Linked DNA regions of Mus musculus: all the other regions are linked to region 2. Evidence: chromatin contacts called from public Hi-C and HiChIP or PLAC-seq data. All regions are on one chromosome and are shown on one strand. The core of a region is the stretch at or near the end of the contact, and the rest is flanking DNA. Distances in the headings are between cores, read along the strand shown.

Region 1 (3,409 bases), core at 708-3,207, 590 kb after region 2:
AATCCTCACTCTTCAAAGGTGAGCTCTCCAGACCAGCAGCAACCAAGAACTTGTCCAATGCACATTTCTGGTCTTGCCCAGACCCACCTGCTCATAGACAACTCTGATATCTGCATTTTTAACAACAGGACTTGCCAAAACCATCAGCGACTGTGAAGATGGGACAATGGAGAAGACATCGTCCCCTCAAGCCACAGAGATGAGACACACTCCCCTCCTGTGTGACATCCCATTGCCTTGCTTCAGTCCTTCCTACCGGTATGGTAGCAGAACTCGAGGTTGAGTAGCTTTACAGTCTCAGTAAGGCTCTTCCTCTTCAGAGCCTCAGTTTCCTTCCTACAAGCCCTTCGCCCAGTCCAGTTGCCAGGAGCAGGCTGAATCATCTTGTCTTCAATAATTCCTTGTACAAGTTGCTCAGCCTTTCTGAGCCTATTCTCTGTAAAGCAGGAACACCAATGGCCTGCCACAGTGGTATTGCAAGGCTTACCTGGGGTGTACAGGAAGCACCTATCCCGTTGGTATTCAAGCGTTCTATTGGTGCAGTAATCTGGAGAGAATGTTATCAATGAATTATGCTTTCTTTGTCTACAAATCACAATCTCATCTTGGTCCACATAGGTCAGTCTTCAGAGGGAGGTTCCATTTGTTTGGTTTGAATTTTCCTTCCCAAAAAACCACTGCTTCCTGCTACTACCAGTGCAGGTAAAACCAGGACTCTGTAGGACAGTTCAGGGCTGTTTTGTTTGTTTGTTTGTTTGTTTGTTTGTTTTAAGACAGAAGACTCCTCTTTGTAGCCCAAGCTAGCCCTGATCCCATAATCCCCCATTTCCGCTTCCCGCATGTGTAGGATAATAGCTACATCCCAAGGCTAAGCTAAGCCAGATTTTCTCTTTTGTTTATGTCCGTAGGCTTGATGTTCATTTGTGTGTGCATACAGTTGGGTCAGAAGAGGATGTTGAGTGTCTTTCTAAAATCATCTATTTGCCTCATTCCCTTGAGATGGGATCCCTCCAAGAACATGGAGCTAGGTTGCCAGGCAGCAAGGCTCAATATCCCTGAGTCTCCAATCCCCTGCCCATTGCTGCAGTTATAGGCTTGAGTGTAACCACACCCACCTTTTTTACACAGATGCTGGGGGTTCACACTCAGCCCCTTTGTGCTTTAGAAGCAAGAGCCCTTACCCACCGAAGCAGCTTTAGGAGAGTTCGGCTCCGTGGCTATGCACAGCCTATCAAAGAAACAGGAAACCCCAGATCTCAGACTCCAGGCCACAGGACCGGGCAGAAACACCCCCACCTCTGTAGAACGGAAAGGCCCAGAGACCTGAGCAGGTACAGATGTCCTTTTTCAAGCATGCTTTCGCTACTCAACTCCAGATAGCTCTTCTTAATGAGAACATGAACATAGGGTTGCCATGGTACCAGTTATCCATAAAGAGGCCAGGACATCTGGATGTGATATTTCCCGGGTTTGGTGTTTTTTTTTTTTTTAAGTGTCACCATGTGGAGCATTTGGTAGAGAAAGACACTAAAATAACTCAATAACTTAATATCTATCCAGCACAATCCTGGGAAATCGTTACTACAATTATCTCCGCTTTATGTTGAAGAAACTGAGGCCCAAAGTTATCCATGGAAAAGCAGAGTAGGGAGAAGCCCAGCACGGGAGGGGTTAAAGCAGAAAATATAGACCCTTGTGTTGAATAAAAGGAGACAGAGCCAATTTTTCCTACCATAACAGTAAATTGGCCCCAAATTAAGCCAATACCCAGTTCTTATTGCTTCTGCAAAGAATTAATAAACCATGACATCTTCTGAAATGGGGGAGGCCAGCTGCTCGGGGACATGTCAGAAAGCTTTTTACGGGCTTGGAGATGTTCTGCCTTAGCGAGTTAACGGAGTCCACCACAAGCACGCAGAGAGGGAAAGTGCCCGCTCCCAGCTGGGCTCAGAACTCTTCCCACCGCCAGGAGCCAGGCCATGCAGTAGCTGACTCTCCGGGGCGTTAATGGCTGCGGCCTCCCAGAGAACACTCTGGAATATTTTAGGTTTATATTTTGCAGATGGTGTGCCAAGTCCTTCCCTCATTTTGCCTATTAGATGGCTAGTTTCCTTTTCCTAGTTAAGGGATTAACTAGAATTATCAGTGATCATAAGCTTCTCCCACAGGCAGGTCAAAGGAAATGAATGGAAACTGTGGCAATAAGAGCGCCGGGCAGACCCACAGAAGCACGCCTGCCTGGAGAGTTCTCCCTGGCACTGCAGGCCAGCTAGCAAGGGGGATGCAGGCTGAGCTAGAGATTTCCACAGGGCTCCGCTCAGAGCGCAGCTTACAGGCAAAGTCTCCAGGGACATCAGGGAGCCAGGTGAGATCTTGGCGGTGGGAAGTATCAGAAACTCGGACTTAAAGGAGGAGAGGGAGTTTCCAAATATTCTACTCTCACTCTTTCATTGCCGGGTGGGGGCAAGAAAATTGGGAAAGCGAGAAGTGATCGCCGAAGGGTCCCATGGCTAAATAACAGCAGAGATGAAACTGAGCCTGGGTCCCAGCCCTTGATGCCCAACCTAGATCCCTAGAGATAAGACCACACACTGTTCCGGTTCTCAGTTCAATGACCTATAAAATGAATCTCAGAGCATCACACTTCCATCATATATATCATATATGGTCTCCCTGGTCTTTGTGACAGGATGCCTATTAAGGACCACGACTTCCCTGTCTTTATCTGGGAATGCTCTCTGTATGAGCTCGAACCTAGGTGGCCTTGGTTAATGTTGAGAGACTGGTAACGATTCAACTCTAAGAGGTTGAGGTTTATCTCCTGTATAACGCATCTCTGGGATGTGTTTGACATGATGCTTCCGTGTCACAGGACGGTGTCATTACTGCAACTGTCACAGAGGGAAAGAGGAAAACTGGGCCCTTAGAGCCACATCAAAATTAGCAGATGCTGTTTGCTTATACTAAATGGCGAGCGTCCACTGATGTATGTATAATATGAATAAGTATTCCTTGTATGTTTCTGTCAGTGTGAGCATCTCATAACGAATAGTCACATTTCCACAGTGCGGCGAGGGATGGCGTTCGGCTGACACAGTCAAAGGGATGAATAGCACCCTCAAGTTCACTCCTAAAACAGAGTGTGACCATGACACTTGGCATTCATTCAATGCCACCATTCATAGCCATAACACTGGGCAGCTGCCTGTCTGCGCTGATGGAATGTTCTAGACTTTGGTGGCAGAGAAGTCAAGAAAACACCATCCTTTTGCTCTCAAGGATGAGACTGAAGATGGTATTGCCACAAAACAAAGCAACTGTCACTGCAAGGGAGGAATGAAGAGAGCTGGGTTAGCCAAAGGCACACACACCCTGTCCCACCACAGATGTGCTCGGAGATGACTGAAGT
Region 2 (3,318 bases), core at 323-2,822:
CGCGGTGGCCGCTGCGGGGTATGTAGATCAGAGCCACCTCGGTCCCCTGAGTGGAGCCACCAAGGCTGGAGTCTTGGAGGACACCCATGGGCACCGAGACCACGGCGGGAAGGTTCCATGGGGCCGGGCCAGGATCTGGGGGTGACCAGTCTCTTACCTTGAAGGCCACGGGCAGGGTCTTGTTGCACCGCCAGTGCGAGGGCAGCACGGAGCACAGGAAGTTGGGACTGTCGGTGCGGACCAGTTCGGCCGGGTGGTCCGCGATGATCTCCACCATGGTGCGGTTGTCGTGCGGCGGCCTCAATCGGGGCACTGCGGCCGCCGCCGCTGCTGCCGCCGCCGCTGCCGCCGCTGCTGCTGCGGCCGCCTCCTGCTGCTGCTGCTGCTGCTGCTGTTGTTGCTGTTGCTGTTGTTGCTGCTGCTGTTGCTGCTGCTGCTGCTGCTGTTGCTGCTGCTGCGCAGCCACCACCGGGCTCACGTCGCTCATCTTGCCGGGCTGCAGGCTGCTGGAGGGGGGGCTGAAGCGCCGGCTGGTGCTCGGATCTACAGGAATACGCATCACAACAGCCACAAGTTAGCGAAGTGGCCGGGGGAGGGGGAGGAGGGTGGAAATGGGGGGCGAGGAGGAGGAAATCGAGGGGGTGGAGGCGAGACGGGGGCGGAAAGAGGATGGAGGTGACGGGACAGAGGAGGTGAGAAATCAAGTTCGAGGAAGCCGTGTGCCGGGCGGAGTCTGCTGGGGGCCGGCGACTGGAGACCGGACAGAGTCGGGGTAGCGGGTGGGGACACCCGAGAGGCGCGGATCTCCACCGGGAGGCTTGGGAGTCCCTGGCGGTGGCTGCAACGAGCGGGACGCGGGGGCGTGTTTGGCCCAGCCGCCGCAAGGGACTTGAAGTTAACAGCTTGCAGTAGGGGCCCCTTGGGGCACCGTGTCCTGGGTGCGCTGGCGCCCCGCTCCGGGTTCCAGTACGGTAGTGGAGCCCCGCAGGTTCAGCAGTCCATCTCGGCGGTGCGTGTGGCTCCTCGCTGTCCGCCACCGCCAAGCAGAGCGCGGCTGCCCAGCTCGCGGCGCCGTCGCTTGCCCGCGCCGCCTCCTCCGCCTCCTCCTCCGAGGCCGCTGCGCGCTCCCCGCGCCGGCAGCGCGCTCCGAGTCCTCCGGCCGCCGAGTCCTTCCTTTCCCCGGCTTCTCCTCTCGCCCTCTCCTTCGCCGCCGTCTAGCTCGCAGCCTCGTCTCTCCTGCTCTTTGCAAAGTGCCCCGGGCCCCCCTCGCGTTTCAAGGTGCCGGGAGGTAAGTGGGGGCGGGGGGAGAGCGGATCTCGGGGCGACAGATCTGGAGCCTGCGGATCGCAGCCGCTGCCGCCGCCCGCCGGCCGCTAGAAGCGCCGCTGCGCTCGCTCGGCGCCCGAAGCTGTAGGGAGGAGGTCCCCGCCTAGGACATCGCCGCCTGCGTCCTCGGCTCCCCACTTCACCCTCAGGACCGGGAACCACTTCTCGGTCTGACGACGCTAAAGCTGAGAAGCGGGAGAGCCTCAGGCTGCTCCGACTGGCGTTAATTTTTCGTTGTTAACTTCAGGAGAGGAGGAAGGGAAATTCTCAAGTCTCCACGTTGACTTCTGAGCACTCTTCACCCTGCCCCCAACCCCACCCCACATTGGTTGGGGCGGGGGGCAGGTTTTTACAGGCTTCGGGAGTGCCCCCCCTTAGGTGACACCAAAATGGGTGACAGGAGTGTTTGTCAAAATAGTTTTAGAAACTCTAACGGATGTCTGGACACTTTTCTTATATATTCCTTCTTGTCATTATTGGAGAATAAGGATGGGTTGCTTTTTTAATAAAAAGAACTAAAAAATGACAGCTTGGTAATTAAAATAAGTTGTAAGTTGATAAAATGCTTGCTGGGAAAGGGGGAATACACAGCGGTTATCCATTCATTTCCCAATCTTTTATTAAGTGTAGTCTTCGTCTCAGACTAAGTCTAGTGTCTAACTGTCTTTCTAGCCACTCCCCACTTTGGGGGGTTAAAAATAAAAAGTTTAAAAAAAAGTTCAGTAATTATTTATTTATGTTTTTGTTTCCCGGCGTTATGGGGGGAGGCGATTTTGGAATCCCCAAAAGATTGTGGTTGAGAGATGAAGGAGTGCGGGGAGCGGCAGCAGTTTTGTTTTTTTTTTGTTTGTTTTTTTTTTTTTTGTTTGTTTTTTTACCTAAAATGTGGTTTTTGGAGGCTGGGATTTCTAATGATTAGGTTTTTGTGGTTTATATAGACACGACTCAAACTGAGGCGATCATTATACTGATGGGAATCAGAAGCACGTGGGTGTCTCCGACCAGCCTCAAATTCTGAGCCTTCAAAACAAATCAAACAACGTGCGGCGGCGCCCACAGAAGCCGGGAAATCCGCCGGAGGCTGATACACCCCAAGAACCAGGCAGAAGCAATATCGGGCTGGCTCACCTCTCAGCGTGATGTTCTGTTATATGTCTTGCCTAACCTATTATTTTAAAACTTCCAACGCTTCCAAATAGAATCATTTTACCAAAATCCCCGGCGATTCGTAACAAGGTAGTTGACGCAACTGTGATTTGGTGAAATCAATGAAAAATTGGGAGTCGTCCCCTAGGAGGACTAAAGAAGAGGGCTAGCTGGGTAACATTTCTCACCATCCGTCTTATTTAAAGCTCTTCACGTAGCCATTAATTTGGGGCTTTTACTGCTGGGGTGCAAATGCCTTCCAAATTCAGCAAGGGACCTGTCATGACCCTCCCTAGCGCAGTTGCCACTCTCTGACCTTCCCTCCCCGCGCGCCCAGCAGGGCCCAGAAAAGGTACCCGGAGCGCGCAAAAGAGGTTGTTTGCGCCTCTTTGCAACTCGAGACTAGAAAATACAAAAAGTGGATCGCTGTGCTCAGATGGTCTGGGGACCCGTGCTCCTGTGCCTGAGAGGCGCTCTGGGGGTTGAGGAGTGGACAGAGTTGAGTGTGACTGCTTGCTCTCTCACAGGCTAGGGATGATACTGGGGAGCACTCCTGTGCCCTCCCCCTTTGAGTCACTGCTTCTGCCTCCCCTTTCTGCTTGCACCACTTACAACTATGCAAACCCCCCCCCCCCCCGCCGCCGCCGCCGCCGCCCACGTCCCATGTCGGTCTTTCCTTGTCTCTTGCTCTCTTTCCGGATTCTTCCACCAGTCCTCCCTCAGACTTGAGTCACCTCCCTGAGCCACTCAGTCTCCCTCTTCTTCCACTGCCCGCTCCTCTATGCCACTACCTGTGGCGCCCACATCTCCCACCCGACTTCCTCGTAGCTGGTGGCCTCTGTGTCC
Region 3 (3,384 bases), core at 49-2,548, 540 kb after region 2:
AAGGACACATGCCTTGGCATATGGGGATGCTGATGTCTTGGTCCACTACTCGGCTTATGGGGTCTGCCCCAACACCTCCTGCCTCAGTGCCCTGCCAGGATGCGATGTTACTCTTCTTCCCTTCACTGGAAACTTGTCCCCAAGTAACACTTCCTAGGCCTGGGTGACAGACTACAGCGGCAAGGGCTGAGGGAGTCCCGGGAAACCTCTAGGAGGAGATGTAGGGGGCTTTGGATGTTGCCTTTCTAGTATATTCAGAAGCTGAGGTTTGCAGAAGGCGTGGGCAGGAAGACACAGACCCCAACATTAGTGACCTGCTGTGCCCCTATAGCCTCTTGAGTGATGCAGAACAAGATCCTCATGGCCCCACATCAAAGGCCAGCCAGATTTCAGACTGAGTCCCTCTGCCAGTCCAGGCCTGGCTTATTCTGTCACCTCTCCTGCTGGCCTGCTAAGGGGATGGGGATTCAGATCTTACGTAGGTCACTTTAGTGCCTCTGAAACAGATCTGGGAGGTGTAAGGGGTTCAGATCCTCCTAGAACAGGCAGGATTAAGTAGGGCGTGCCATGCCAGGGGGAAGAGCAATGTGGGATGTTCTGGAAAACTGCTGGGTCCCTAAGGTCGCAAGGGTTGTTTGAGCACTCATCTTTCTATAGTTTCCTACCATCTTTCTCTGATGTAGTAAGAGCCACATTCTACAGCCTCTATCAGACCCATGCCTGCTACCAATCTTATTGATATTTCTGTCTGTCTGTTCCCAGGATCCAACAAGATGCAAAATGCACACATGCATACACACACACACACACACACACAGAGAGAGAGAGAGAGAGAGAGAGAGAGAGAGAGAGAGAGAGAGAGAGAGATCACTGCTTACAGATATGTACACAGAGAGAACGGTTCCTTTCAAAAGCAAAATACAGGAGCATATGCAATTGTATTTCCTTCTAGATTTCTGAAATCTGGAAACATCTCAAGGGCTGGGATGTAGCTCAGTGGTTGATCACTTACCGGGCATGGGCAAGGCCAGGGACCACACACATGCACACGAACAGTCATTACCCCAAAACTTACAGTTGAGAAAAGTTTCGACCATCACAAATGAGTAACATATAGGTACAGAAGAACAAGTTCCAGGGACTGAGATTTGGGGACAGTAGTTCTCAAGCCCTCGAGGGTCCTGGGAAGTATTCCCCAGGCTAGCATGTCTGGGCATGGTGTTCCAGACTCCAGCACAAGGACTCTGTGTACAAGCCTGTGCACCATGGCTTCCAGAAGTTCCAATGCCTCTGCTTCAGTCAGACGAGGCAGCATAAAATCTGCATTTAATTGCAAGTGTCGTAAAAAGAAATAATCACACAGAATACCAAGTTAGCATTGAAACGATGCAGCCTTGACTGAGTGCCTGAGCCTGGGACGTCTTTTGACTGAAATTCTTACAAAGCTGTAAACTATAAGTCAGATTTTCTTCAAGAACGTGTCTTCTCTCGTTAGGATGATGTTAGCTTTTAAGAGTGTTCCCAGCCTTTTCTGGGAAAAGGAGATGGAGGTGGAGATGAAGGATATGGAGAGGGGAGGGAGGGGCGGGGAGAAGGAGCGAGGGGGAGGGGCAAGCCGCCTCAGATCCCTCTTTAAAATGTCTTTGTTTTTAATTATCCATGTCTTGGATGACAGTGAAATCAGCCTCTGTCTGGAGTTTTAAATTCAGATAAAGCAGATGCTTTGCACCGTGGCCTTTGCTCTGCCTCCCAGACGGCAGCCTTGCCCCATTTGAAGATTATTTATTGCTATGCAGCCATCCTTCATGCTGCTAAATGATTCTCTGTGCTGAGTGGAGAAACTAGCCCAGGGGAAGAATTTATACAGCTTCTCAGAACTCGGGACAATCCACATCTTCCCTGGAAGCGGGTTTTTTTTGGGGGGGGGGGCTTGAGAGCCAGCAGCGTTCTCTGGGTTCTGGAGCAAGCACCTCTGTGTCCCAGCTTCAGGAAAGGACCCTGAGTCTCCTGGTGGCAGCTGCTTAAGCTTGCACCACTGCAAAAGGAGAAAAACAACTGCTTTTAGAAGCTCTCTGGGAAGGTCCTCAGATCCTTCCAACTTCCCACCCTCAGAGATGTCCAGGAGGTGGTCACCCTGGGGGACTTAAAATGCAAACACATCCCAGTAGGCTAATGCCAACCTCTCCCAGCTCCCTGCTCAGGTCCAAAATCAGTTCACACCTCCTCATTCTTGTCCTATTAATCACCATGCCCCAGAGAACCCAGCCGCACCAGTCAACTCAGGCCAGGATGAGGGTGGGGGTAGGGAGTGGACGGTGGAAGCAGGGAGGATAGAACCACAATCCGTGCTTTCAGATTTTTTTTGAAATTAATTTCATTTCCTGCTCATATTTGTAATTTTGCTTCTGTTACCAGAATGCAATTGGGCTGTACCTCTTGAAAGAAAAACTGTACATTCTATAATTAGACCTTTCTTTCTTTCTTTCTTTCTTTCTTTCTTTCTTTCTTTCTTTCTTTCTTTCTTTCTTCCTTTCTTCCTTTCTCTCTCTCTCTCTCTCTCTCTCTCTCTCTCTCTCTCTCTCTCTCTCTCTCTCTCTCTCTCCTTCTTTTCTTTCAGAAAATTCAAGGCTATATTTTGCAGGCTGCACTCCTCCCTGGGAAGAGAGGGTGAGCCATAGCCTCTGCCTTCTTTCTGCATTAGGTCTCACCTCCTGCTGCTCCCGACCCAGCTAGGCAGTTCTCAGGAGCCTTGAGAGACCACTGGACCAGAAGAGCCTCCCTCCTTGGCTTGCTCCCCTTCTGTTTTCTCTTCCTTTCCCAATCTTCCTCTCTGTCTGTTCTTGAATCTCTTTTCAATTAAAATAAAATAAGGGGCAGGAGTTGGGGACACAGCTCTGTAAATGCTTACCATGCAAGCATTGGATCCTAGAACCCAGGCTAAAGCGAGGGGCCACTGGGCTTGTTTGTAATGCCAGGGCTAGGGATGCTGATTCCTAAAGCTCAGGTTAGACATAATATCAAATCCCAAGTTCAGAGAGAGAGAGAGTGCATCTTGAAAAATAAGGGGAAAAGAAACAGAGGAGGCTGTTCAGCGCCAGCCTCTGGCCACCACGTGAACATGCACATACATGCATATGTACACACACCAACACATACACATATATGCACACAAAAGGTTTTTAAGAGCTTAAAGAACAGATGAAGAGTATATTAAACATATAAAATTTTATTATGTTAAATATATACATTATGGATAATTCTATAAACTCTTACTTTACACTTAGTTCTATTATGTTTAGTGGGGAGTCTCCCAGGTCCAGCCTGTTAAAAACAATGAATTAGAAAGAAATGAGTCAACCTTAAAGGGGCCATAAAGGAAGCCAG

What was found. A called contact is a pair of places that touch in the nucleus more often than the background predicts. HiChIP or PLAC-seq counts read pairs in DNA pulled down with a chosen protein or histone mark.
Region 1: an H3K4me3 HiChIP or PLAC-seq map of craniofacial prominence shows a contact between it and region 2, with 5 times the contacts expected there. The contact joins the enhancer-like site here to the promoter of Runx2 in region 2. A contact is called at or near these places in 5 of 39 promoter capture datasets (cranial neural crest, frontonasal cranial neural crest, maxillary cranial neural crest and 2 more), 10 of 115 datasets of contacts at active chromatin or transcription factors (SST interneurons, craniofacial prominence, embryonic forebrain and 7 more) and 1 of 9 other capture datasets (embryonic stem cells).
Region 3: a Hi-C map of cortical neurons shows a contact between it and region 2, with 2.4 times the contacts expected there. The contact joins the enhancer-like site here to the promoter of Runx2 in region 2. A contact is called at or near these places in 9 of 39 promoter capture datasets (the 3T3-L1 cell line, cranial neural crest, frontonasal cranial neural crest and 5 more), 1 of 15 datasets of contacts at CTCF or cohesin (pro-B cells), 8 of 484 Hi-C or Micro-C datasets (the AML12 cell line, adipose-derived mesenchymal stem cells, cortical neurons and 4 more), 11 of 115 datasets of contacts at active chromatin or transcription factors (the NIH/3T3 cell line, craniofacial prominence, embryonic basal ganglia and 7 more) and 2 of 9 other capture datasets (adipose tissue and embryonic stem cells).

What each region holds. Positions count from the first base shown.
Region 1 is chr17:45,325,029-45,328,437 of GRCm38.p6, forward strand. No RefSeq gene overlaps it. Among named protein-coding and RNA genes, the nearest start is that of Gm35204, 29 kb to the left of the region's middle. Within about 2 kb of position 1,958, at least 21 of the 459 cell types and tissues checked have an H3K27ac peak or open chromatin away from gene starts, as enhancers often do. A contact at or near this core is called in craniofacial prominence, embryonic limb bud and second pharyngeal arch cranial neural crest, where this site is marked.
Region 2 is chr17:44,735,076-44,738,393 of GRCm38.p6, forward strand. It overlaps Runx2 (runt related transcription factor 2), which reads right to left and starts at 1,573. Exons shown (of 7, transcript NM_001145920.2): 1 at 158-1,573. The coding sequence starts at 559. RefSeq lists a promoter at 1,328-3,318 and a cis regulatory region at 2,464-2,472.
Region 3 is chr17:45,277,928-45,281,311 of GRCm38.p6, forward strand. No RefSeq gene overlaps it. Among named protein-coding and RNA genes, the nearest start is that of Gm41582, 16 kb to the left of the region's middle. Within about 2 kb of position 1,299, at least 11 of the 459 cell types and tissues checked have an H3K27ac peak or open chromatin away from gene starts, as enhancers often do. A contact at or near this core is called in cortical neurons, where this site is marked.